2 separate regions of the Hordeum vulgare genome follow, and region 1 is linked to region 2. A link is a contact called in public Hi-C data. All regions are on one chromosome and are shown on one strand. Each heading gives the region's core, a stretch centred on a gene start, on an enhancer-like site or on the middle of the called end of the contact. The rest is flanking DNA. Distances are from core to core; before and after follow the strand shown. Region 1 holds the start of LOC123402897 (H/ACA ribonucleoprotein complex subunit 3-like protein). Region 2 holds the start of LOC123405999 (polyribonucleotide nucleotidyltransferase 2, mitochondrial).

Region 1 (5,950 bases), core at 1,238-3,737, 230 kb before region 2:
ATCCGAGTTATAGAACTCAACTTCTACTGGTGCAGGGCTCCGGATTTCCTGGGCTGGTCGGACGTCCGGCCCTCGGATGTCCGGAGGAAGCCGGATTTCCAAGTTATATGACTCACAAACTTCTGGTGAAGGGCTGCGGATTTCCGAAGCCTGCCGGTCATCCGGCCCTCGGACGTCCGGAGGGAGCCGGATGTCCGAGGCAATAGACCTGTTTTGATATAAGAACAGAGTGGAGAATATGTGGTATTGGGTATGACAGTAAAGATGTGGTATGAGCAAGTTCATCGCAAAAACCTGTGATCCCCTCTTAATAGTGCGGGATCCCTATACTCAATATCAGTAAACTCAAAAGACTAGTCTACGCCATCTTTTCTTAATCCCGAGGCTTCTCGAAATATAAATCCCCAATCTTCTGAGACAACCTTTGGCACATAATTCTCAATCTACTAAAGTACTTGCCATCCTGAGATACACACAACAAATAGGATTAGTTTCCTATGTATGTGTTGTCATTAACACCAAAAGACGATTAGGGGCATAGCATGCGCTTTCAATTTGTCACTCCGTGTGACGGAGAGGTATCTCGGGGCCCACTCGGTAATACAACATCACATATAAGCCTTGCAAGCAATATGACTAAAGAGTTAGTCACGGGATGTTGTATTACGGAACGAGTAAAGAGACTTGCCGGAGACGAGGTTGAAATATGTATAGAGATACCGATGATCAAATCTCGGGCAAGTAACATACCTAAGGACAAAGGGAATGGTATACAGGATTATATGAATCCTTGGCATAGAGGTTCAACCGATAAGATCTTCATAGAATATGTAGGATCCAATATGGACATCCAGGTCCCGCTATTGGATATTGACCGAGGAGTGTCTCACGTCATGTGTGCATAGTTCTCGAACCTGCAGGGTGTGCACACTTAAGGTTCGGTGACGTTTTAGTATAGTTGAGTTATAGGTGCTGGTGAACGAAGTTTTGTTCGGAGTTCCGGATGAGTTTCGTACATCACGAGGGTTTCTAGAATGGTCCGGAAACGAATATTGATATATAGGAAGTTGGTATTTGGATTCCGGAAGAATTTCGGGCATTGCCGACACTGTACGGAGAGTGACGAATGGGTACCGGGGGCCCACCATGCCCCAAGGGGTCCACATGGGTTTATTGGATGTGCAATAAGGCATAATGGGCTGACAAGTCATCCAAGGAAAGTCCATGAGGAAAAAAATAAAAAATCCAAAAGAGGTGGGAAATTTAGGAAGGAGTCCTAATCCAATTAGGATTGGAGGACTCCTCCCTCCTCCACTTCGGCCGAAGCCAACGAGGCTCCCTTGAGCCTCAAGGCTAGCCCCTCCCCTTCTCCTATATATATTAGAGGTTTTAAGGTTTTTGAGACACAACTTTGCCACGTGCAACCCTCAACCCCTACTTCGTAGTTCTTCCGCTAGATCGGATTTCTGCGGTGCATAGGCGAAGCCGTGCAGGAATAGATCACCACCACCACCGGCGCGCTGTCACGCTGCCGGAGAACTCATCTACTTCCCCGACTTTCTTGCTGGATCAAGAAGGCGAAGATCGTCATCGAGCTGTACGTGTGCTGAATGCGGAGGTGCCGTCCGTTCGGTACTAGATCGGGACGGATCGTGGGACGGCGGCGATTTGGATCGCGAAGACGTTCCACTACATCAACCGCGTTTCTTAACGCTTCCCGCTTAGCGATCTACAAGGGTATGTAGATTCGATCTCCCTCTCGTAGATGGTCATCACCATAATAGGTCTTCGTGTGCGTAGGAATTTTTTTGTTTCCCATGCAACGTTCCTCAACAATACCATGGATGCCAATTAGACAATTTTAATCACATGGTGTGTAATTAAATACAAAAAAAGTTGGTTGAGCATCTATGATGTGTCATGCATGATAACAAATTAAACCATATATAATACTAATCTATGATACCATGCATTATGGATATTAGTGTATGATATTTCAGAAAGTGCACGACCCATGGACATATGAACCCACTTTGAAAACCTCATTGTTAAAATGTTCAAAAAATCTGAAAGAAGTTTCAAGTATACATCTTCATATTCTATGCATGTGCAAAAGGTTTCGTGGAAAAACAACTTTTTGTTTGACATGTGCAAAAAGAACAAAAAAGTGTGTTGTGAAACACTATTTAAAAACACTGAAATTTATCTTTTTCGCAGATGCAAAATAAAAAAAGATTTTTTTCCATACACATATTGCGAAGACTTATGTGTGATTTTTTTGATTTTTTACATTTTAGAACGCATTTAAAATGCATTTTTGGGAAACAGGTTCATATGCCCATGGGTTCAAAACGTCCACACTTATGGTACCCAATTACGACCAGGCTTAATTCGTCATGTATGTAGTTTCCGAGAAGAAAAAAACATCGCTGCCTCGTGGTCTCCTACCCCACTAGTACCCCTCAACTCTGGTCCCACTTACCAGTTACAAACCCTTTTCCTCGTCTTATAACCTTGCTTCCCACAAACCCTAGCCGCCAGATACCCGTGCAGCCCTCTTCCCCGCCGCTTCTTCTCTCGCCCGCCGCCAACCTCTGGTAATTTCTCTTTTCTCCCCTCTCCAATCCCGCCTCCCCGATTCCATCAGCGATTGTACTTCTCGACGGTCTCATAGATACGGCTGCTTCCGCTTCGTCGGATTTTTCAGGGCTGATCCCCGCGCCTTGAGCCAAGATGTATCTCCAGTACTACATCAACGAGAAGGGCATCAAGGTGTACACCACCAAGGTCGGATAATCTTTGCCCTCGCGCTTACTTGGTGATGATTTGTAGTATCTGTGACCCCGTGCTGATACTTCTCTCGCTCCTGTGCTGCAGAAGGAATCCCCTCTCGGTGTGCCGACGCAGTCTGCCCACCCAGGTATACCAACTCCCTTTCCCTGACTTTGCCTTGGCTGTTAGACCATGTTACAATGAAATTATGTGACTTAGTTTGAGTTAGTAGGCCAGCTTCTTGTGCTGTAAAAGAGGGTGCTCATGTCTCCATGTCCCTGTTTGTTAATCCCGGTTGCAGTGCCAGTCTGCTTGTTCTCGGACTTCAGACATGTAGGCATGATATATACACATACTATTTGGAGAAACTTTAGGTTTTTTGTGTTGGTCTTGGTCTTTTCAGATAATGAATATCTTGCTCGTGAGGAGATATTTTTATCCATTGTACGATAAGTTATCCAAAGGACAAATAAGGCTGAATTCATGCTGGGAACATTGCCACAACATCTAATCAAATTTTCAGCTTGCATGACCTGCTTTGCATTATTGTTTTGAGTGCTGGAACTAGCAACCGATGCTTAAAGAGCATTTCGCGGTACCATTAGTTTTTGTTGCTTTGTTATTCAGCAATGGTTCTTATTAGAATTTTATTTAATCGCCCAGGGGTCACAGTAAGAATTGAAGTTCCTATCTGAAATTGTTTTTTGTTTTGAACCCATTTGTGCTGGAAGATTTACTTCCTATGCATTTCTATTATGGTTGATCCTGAAAGTAAAGATTCCAGAAATTGCCCATCCTGCTTGTCTTGAACATCAAGGTACTGTGGTAAATATTGTAGAATACGTCAAATAATTCCATGTTCTTGGGTGGTGACCGTCATGGTCCTCTTAGTAACCCTGATCTAATATGTCTTTTTAACCTGTAGATGAGTTGTGATATTTTTAGTTTTCTTGAGTTGAACATCTGTATTGTTGACATATCAACAATAAACTAACTATGTACTCCTAAGGATCATAGTCCTTGCGTGCATAAAATAAATGTAGTGGTGAGCGGTCCTCTAATAAGTGCTGTTCTGCCATGTCCTGTAGAATGTATTCCCTCCGTTCCTGAATATAAGTCTTTTAATCAATTTCACTAGTGGTCTACATACGGAGCAAAATGATTGAATGTACACTCTAAAGTATATCTATATACATCCGTATGTGGTCCACTAGTGAAACCTCTACAAAGACTTATATTTAGGAACGGAGGGAGTAGATGACTTGTTATATTTTAGTTTTCTGGTGTTGAACATCTATGAGTATTCTCACGCCAAAGAAGGGTACTTATATAATCACTTGTGATGCAGCTCGTTTCTCCCCGGATGACAAGTACGCCCGTCAGCGTTACCTGTTGAAGAAGAGGTTTGGATTGCTGCCAACCCAGCAGCCAGCACAAAAGTACTGAAGCACTGAATGGGTCCTCCTAAGAGATCTGTTTACTTTGGTGAATGCTGTTTGGAGTGTAGATTAGCCATGTGAAGAGAGAACCATTACTGCTACTTATCTTGCTCATTATTGCAGTACCTCTGAATGTAATGCTATGATATTATGGATCGTACTCTTATGTACTATGTGCTCTCTGTGTGACTTTCATTTGGGATCTACCTCGCCCTGAAGTTTGAACTGCTACTTGCATGATTAGCTACTGAAATGAGAATCAGACTAGTAGCTAATTTTTTTCTGTGCTACAACGAGAGGTTTTCTTGTTTAGCTATTCTCCTGAATTTGTTATTCTCAGGGAAATTGCTAATTTGTGATCTTCACATGAACAACTTCTGATGGTGAACTACCCCTGTCTTCTTTGCTCTAAGTTATCAGCTGATGTTACCATCCCAGTGCCTCTTAGGGCATCTCCAATGGTTGTATGATCATCGTTGGTAAAATTGCCACATAGATGATTTTGATGACATGGCACATAATAAAAGAAGAGAGAGAATGAAACCGTATGAACTTGAAGCAACGGTTCATGCACAAGCTCCGAGGCAAACATGGTTATTTCTTCAACATTTAGTGGACTCACTCTTAGTTATTTTACATACGGTTAACATACACTCTATTGAAGAGCTTGTATGATGTGCTGTTGGTTGATGATGTGGACACTTATACCAACGATTGAACATACGGACTGTTGGAGATGCTCTTAGCGATGAATTGGTAAGGTAGTTCATGAGCAAGTGGTTAGAACTTCAGTTACGTTGAATGTTCACTGTCCCCAAAAAAATTGCTCTTTGCTTCCTCTGTTTTTTTTTCTTTGCATTCTCATCCATGATTGTCAGCGGAATGATCCCCGGGTACCCCAGAGACAAGAGCTTGTATGATGTGCTGTTGGTTGATGATGTGGACACTTATACCAACGATTGAACATACGGACTGTTGGAGATGCTCTTAGCGATGAATTGGTAAGGTAGTTCATGAGCAAGTGGTTAGAACTTCAGTTACGTTGAATGTTCACTGTCCCCAAAAAAATTGCTCTTTGCTTCCTCTGTTTTTTTTTCTTTGCATTCTCATCCATGATTGTCAGCGGAATGATCCCCGGGTACCCCAGAGACATGCAGCTTCATCTACAATCAACTACGACGTCTAGGCTAGCTCTCAAGATACATATAGCTTGACATGTAAACTACCCATGGTAGCTTATATGCCAAGCAGTATCAAGCCACACTCCCATACAAGGGGCTGAGGCCCACCACGTATGGGAGGAGACCTTTGGGCTGCCCTCTCACTCCCTCATACTGTCATACACACACACGCACACAGACATGAGGCCAAGGAGGAAGCACTCAGCTCTACTGGAAGTATACATCATATATAGACATGTCGGAGTAGGGGTATTATCTCTTCGGAGAGCCCTGAGTCTGGATAAACCACCATGTGCTACTACCCTATCTCGTCCCGGATCCTCCACGACAGACTTGCCCTCACCTCGATTAACCATCCCATGGCATCTGCCGTCAAGGTATCCTATAAGAAAACGACGATCTCTTCGGAGAGCCCTGAGCCTGGATAAACCACCATGTGCTACTACCCTATCTCATCCCGGATCCTCCACGACAGACTTGCCCTCACCTCGATTAACCATCCCATGGCATCTGCCGTCAAGGTACCCTATAAGAAAACGACGATATTTGACGTCCACC
Region 2 (5,740 bases), core at 992-3,491:
CGCACTCACATGACAAATTGTAAGACAGTTTCTACACCCATGTGTGTTCATGAGAAGCTGTCCTGTGACCTCAGCACTCCTCTTGGTGAAACTGACATTCATACCTACCGGAGCGCTCACACTTCTGCTACCTTACATTGACTCGGCTGGATATCTCCTTTGTTGTGAACAAGGTGTGTCAGTATCTCTCCCAACCGACAAATGTTCATTGGGAAGCAGTCAAGAGGATTCTCCATTTCATCAAGGGTACAGTAGCTACTGGCCTACATATTCAGAGGTCCAAGAACACATCCGTGTTGACTGTTGACAGACACAAACTGGGCAGGCTGCGCTGATAACTGGAGATCCACTGGCAGGTTCGCGGTTTTCTTCGGTCCGAATCTCATATCTTGGGAGTGCTAGGAAACATATTAATTATTTCCAGATCATCCACTGAGGCAGAGTACAAAGCCCTGGCAAATGGTGCTCCAGAGGCTTCTTGGGTTCAGTCGCTTCTACGAGAACTTCATGTCCCTCAGCCAAGACCTCTAGTTCTATTGTGTGATAATTTCGGTGCTACGTTATTAACTGCAAACCCAGTGTTTCATGCACGCACTAAACACATTGAAGTGGATTTCCACTTTGTTCGGGAGAAGGTTGCACTTGGAGCTTTGGAAGTCCGCTTTGTGTTGTCAGCAGATCAGACCGCTGATGTCTTCACCTTGTTCATAGTGGTTGAGATTGCAGGGGCATATTAACTCCTGTATTTACTAGGCACTATTTGTTCCGTTCCTAGTTGTTTCGTTTCTGTAACTCATGTGGTTATGTAGCACTAGAGAATCAGTAACTACATCCATGATCTAGTGGTCATGACTGTTTGTATGCCTGCACGGCAATATAAATATAAGACAAACCGACCATCATAGGCATGACCAAAAACATCCCTTCTAACTTGCCATATAATCACAATACTGTTTTGCTATTTCTAAGCTGCCCTGTTTTTCCTAACTCCAAGTAAGTTTTTGTGACCATGGTACAGAAACTGATGCGCCACATGGTTGGAATGGCTTTTCCTCCATGAAGTACAAGGCTGTATCAATATTCTTGTATGTTTTCCAAAGAAGTATCTATATTTTTCTTTGGAGTTGCTGAATTTGCTCTCCACAGTTGCAGTTCTTTCTAGCCGCATGGTGATATGCATGAACAGCAGAACAATCGAAAATACTTGGTCCTAGTTTCTACATATACATGGTTAATACTACTAATTCCAATGAACTTCACCATTGGCCATAGACTGCCTAGATTGAAATGTTTTGCACCTTGTCCACTCACTAAGCTTTATTATATTATTATGATGTCAAATGCCAAGGAAGCAAGCACTTGGTTCACATACGGTGTAATGGTTTACTCAGAACAACGCACTACATTTGACATCCCATATGGACCATCCGTTGCTACCATGGGGCAAATGCTGTGGCAACTGTCGAACTGAAAGCCAATTTGACCGGGTGCATCAGGTTATTTTAACTATATCTGATTCAAATCAAAATCGTTTAAATTACTCAACCAAACAGATCATGACCTGCATCTTTGAATGTAAATGACGCATCGAACCAGAAGGTGATAAGAAGTGTAGTAGTATCAAGCAGCGGGCATAAGATACCGAGAAGACGACTAGGTTCAGATCAGAGTTGGTGTCAGCTTGTCACCTTTGCGGGTGTGGAACCCGGTGGGCTTGCAGTTCTTGCCCTTGTAGTAATCCCGGGGCGCCCTCTTGGAGGAGAGGATGTTGAGCGAGGACGTCCGCTTCCGCCGCATCGACCTCCCGATCGAGCTCAGTATCAGCCCCAGAGGCATCGTTCCTACGAATCCCGACGGTAAAATCAGCTGTCAGAGGGGAGGGGAGGGGAGGGGAGGAGAGGCGAGGCGTGGCGAGAGCGATGTGAAGGGCATACCGGAGGAGCGAGGGCAGCGACGACGAGGATCGGGAGGTGCGGTAGGGTTTGGGGGGTTTCGAGTCGGAGCTCTTCTTCCCGGCGGCGGCGGCGGCGGGCGATCAGTGTGAGGGAGAGAGAGAAATGGGGCTTCTTTCGACACGATACGGGCATCCTGAGCCGTCGGTCACTCGTTGTACGGTCCAGATCTCTTGAGGGTCATAAAACCGGAGAAGCTGTGTTCGTTCGGCTCACTGACACGTGGGTCCACGATCAACCGCTGCACTGCCCGTATGACGCACCCAAGCCAAAGACGGCGAGAGGCCCAACCATTTCGCTTCGCCGCTTAAACCCTAAACCCAGGCCCAAAACCCCTCTTCCTCTTCCTGCCGCTCCTCCCCAGTCCCCGAGCGCCACCATGTCGATGGCGGTGGCCTCGCTCCGCTTCCTCGCGCGCCGACGGCACCAGATGCGGCTCGCTTTCCCCGGCACGCGGGCCGCATTCCTCTCCAACACGGCCGAGGAGGCCCCGCAGGCGTCGCCGCCGCCGCCGGGGCGGAAGGTGCTGGAGAGCTTCCGCGAGGAGTTCGAGATCGGGGGTCGCCTCATCGCCTTCGAGACCGGGAAGATGGCGCGCTTCGCCAACGGCTCCGTGGTCATCTCCATGGAGGACACCAACGTCCTCTCCACCGTCGCCGCCGCTAAGTCCTCGGACCCCGTCCGGGACTTCCTCCCTCTAACCGTAAGGATCGTTTTCCGTCTTCTATTGACGTGGTGTGTTTCAGAGCATGTCAAATTCGCCCTTCCCTCCCATGTGGCAACTTAATCTGCACATACATACACTTCCATTTGACGCAATTTTAAGTGTTCTCCAGCTACAGCATTTGATTTGTGCCACAAATTTTCCCAGGTTATATATATCTTGTTGAACACCCCACCTTTTTTATATCTTTGTAATAATGAGACTTCATTGATTTGGTTCACAAGCACGGTTTGGTTGCAGTACTATTCATTGTTATGCCGTTCATTTGTGCCAATTATCACCAGTTTTGCGTTTCAGTAAGAGATTGATAAAATTAAGGCTGCGTTTGGCATTGCAGTCGATTGCCATAGCCCCGGTTGCCCAACCAGCTTTTGCCTATTTTGGTGTTTGTTTGACCTGCTTTTACCTACTTTCCTGGCTAATTTTCAACAGCGCACCGCATTATAAAATATGCACAATGCAGAACAGTTCAGCAACTGCAAACTGACCTAAATCGATGTTATTTACAAATTATCACGCTTGATTTTGGGCAGGTAGTGTTCAGTGCTTCATGGTAATAAAGCATAATTTTAGTACCTTGAAGCTGTTTCTTACAGCTGCTGATTCCCTGGAGTAAAATTTGAAAGAGCTAAATACATTATTGACTCTTAAACTTCTCTGAAGCACTTAAATAATCTACAGTTTTTTAGTTTAGGGACCTACTTGACCACCCTGGACAAGTTTAAAGGCCCATTGTGTACTTCACTTCTCTCATTGCCAATTGAACTTACTGGGGATATGCTTAACCCAAAGGGAAGAATGGAATATGTTTGTCTTCACTTTTTCAAGGCAACACTATCTATTTGCTATCTGCATCTTTCCCATGATGAGCAGGTTGGTTATTTTGTTGGCTGTAGGTTGATTATCAAGAGAAGCAATATGCTCAAGGTGTTATTCCCACAACATATATGCGCAGGGAAGGTGCTCCTAAGGAAAGAGAACTTCTGTGTGGGCGCATAATCGATCGACCAATACGGCCATTGTTTCCTCGTGGCTTTTACCATGAAGTCCAGGTGATTTTTCTGTTTAATATTTCATTCCTGAAATTCGCGAAGTTTGCACAAGCATTACCACTCATTGATGGATTTGGATCCTGCTTTTGTAGATCACGGTAAATGTACTTTCCTCAGATGGAAAGCAGGACCCGGATGTTATGGCTGCTAATGCATCTTCAGCTGCTCTCATGCTTTCTGATATACCTTGGAATGGGCCAATTGGAGTAATACGTGTCGGAAGAATTGATGGGAATTTCGTGTTGAACCCAACAGTGGATGAGGTAATATCGATCAAGTGCTACAATATGTAATCATTTTTTATCTATCCTCCACTGTGCCTCAATTGTACCCATGATGGTGTACATTTGCGCTGTTTGTGGATATAGCATTTCCCAGGAGCGTTTCGTGGCTCATGGTGCCTATTCCATTTCTTTGCCATTTGCACCATAACTAACATCAGTGTATATGTGGTTTTCACATACTCCCTCTGTCCCAAAATAAGTGTCGCTGATTTATTACAGTTTTAGTACAAAGTTGTACTAAGTCCACGACACTTACTTTGGGACGGAGGGAGTATTATCCATTGTAAATGCAGGGGTTTCATTCACTTCACTCATATTTTCTGTATATTTCTCTGTGACTTGTAGTTAGGTTTGAGTGATCTCAACCTAGTTTATGCATGTTCACGGGATAAAACACTAATGATAGATGTACAAGCTCGTGAGATAACTGAAAGGGATCTTCAAGCAGGAATGAAGCTTGCACACTCTGAGGTATTATTTCTTTCCTATTTTTAGTTGATGCGTTATAATTATATTCTCATGCAGTTGGCTATGATTCACAGGCAGTCAAGTATATCGACCCTCAAATTAGATTGGCCAAGCGAGCTGGCAAAGAGAAAAGAGAGTACAAGCTGTCAATGATTTCAGATGAATCATACGAGAAAATCAGAACATTATCAGAAGCACCAATTGAGGAAGTCTTCACAGATAAATCATACGGCAAGGTGTGTTGTGTACTTGTGTATTCTCTTTTGACTGCAGGTCTTCCTCTCTAGTTGAAGATTTACCTTTCTAGTTTGTGGAGTTAGAAGTGGAAATGTTCGATTGTGAACTTCCTTAAAGATCTTTGCCTCCGTCTCTAAGGGTGCATTTTTTCTGGTCATGACCAAAACCTTGGCTTTTGTTTGGAGTATGACCAACTTTTTAACATGACAATGCTCCAGTACCAACTTTATTAGTACACTTTTCTAGCCAATGTTGGCCTATCCAATGACAAGCAAAATCTCAACCAATTTTGTGGCTAGCCAACTTTTTGGCACAAACTAAACATACCCTAAATGTAAGTTGCCCAGCCCTGGGATTTTGTGTGGTCAATCTTTATAGACTTTGAATAATAATATGTTTGGAAGATACATATTGACTGCATGAAAGTAATGTAATTAGATTTGTCCAGAATATCACTTTCACTTCATTTTGTTAGTATATTATGTTGAAAACTATGTTCAAGGTTTGCCAAAAAAAAACATATTTTGACTGTGCTTCAACTATATCATGAAGAATCAAAAACCAACCTTTTACTTTTTTGGAGGAGTCATCCGGTAATAAGTTAAAGCTGTTCTTGTTTTCTGCTTGCACCATGAATTCATTGGATGTTTTCATTTGCTGCAGTTTGAACGTGGAGAAGCCTTGCAAAATATCACAGAATCTGTAAAAGAGAAGCTTGAAGAAGAATGCGATGAGGAAAGCTTGAAGTTTCTTCCTAAAGCAGTTGATACTGTGAGAAAGCAGGTAGCACATTGATTTCTCTGGAAACTGGAAAATTTAGATAAAAGTGTGAGCTTTGTCAATAGATGAGCAGAAAAGACATTCATGTTGTTACACATGCATCTATATCTATACCAATATAAAAAGACACAAAGGGGCAAGTCCAACTAATCTAGGCCATCAAACCATGTCAATCCAACGACCTCGATTACTCCAGTGGCGAGCACTCAACATCTTTAATGTGCAATTAATGCCATACCAAAT

The links. A called contact is a pair of places that touch in the nucleus more often than the background predicts.
Region 1: a Hi-C map of seedling shows a contact between it and region 2, with 5 times the contacts expected there. The contact joins the promoter of LOC123402897 here to the promoter of LOC123405999 in region 2. A contact is called at or near these places in 3 of 6 Hi-C or Micro-C datasets (leaf and seedling).

What each region holds. Positions count from the first base shown.
Region 1 is chr6H:368,108,784-368,114,733 of MorexV3_pseudomolecules_assembly, reverse strand. LOC123402897 (H/ACA ribonucleoprotein complex subunit 3-like protein) reads left to right here and starts at 2,487. Exons shown (of 4, transcript XM_045096863.1): 1 at 2,487-2,597; 2 at 2,708-2,787; 3 at 2,878-2,920; 4 at 4,121-4,406. The coding sequence starts at 2,734. The coding sequence ends at 4,218.
Region 2 is chr6H:367,876,962-367,882,701 of MorexV3_pseudomolecules_assembly, reverse strand. LOC123405999 (polyribonucleotide nucleotidyltransferase 2, mitochondrial) reads left to right here and starts at 2,241. Exons shown (of 16, transcript XM_045099503.1): 1 at 2,241-2,655; 2 at 3,573-3,728; 3 at 3,821-3,991; 4 at 4,358-4,483; 5 at 4,555-4,716; 6 at 5,381-5,500. The coding sequence starts at 2,332. LOC123406002 (39S ribosomal protein L41-A, mitochondrial-like) reads right to left here and starts at 2,099. Exons shown (of 4, transcript XM_045099505.1): 1 at 1,935-2,099; 2 at 1,689-1,841. The coding sequence starts at 1,836.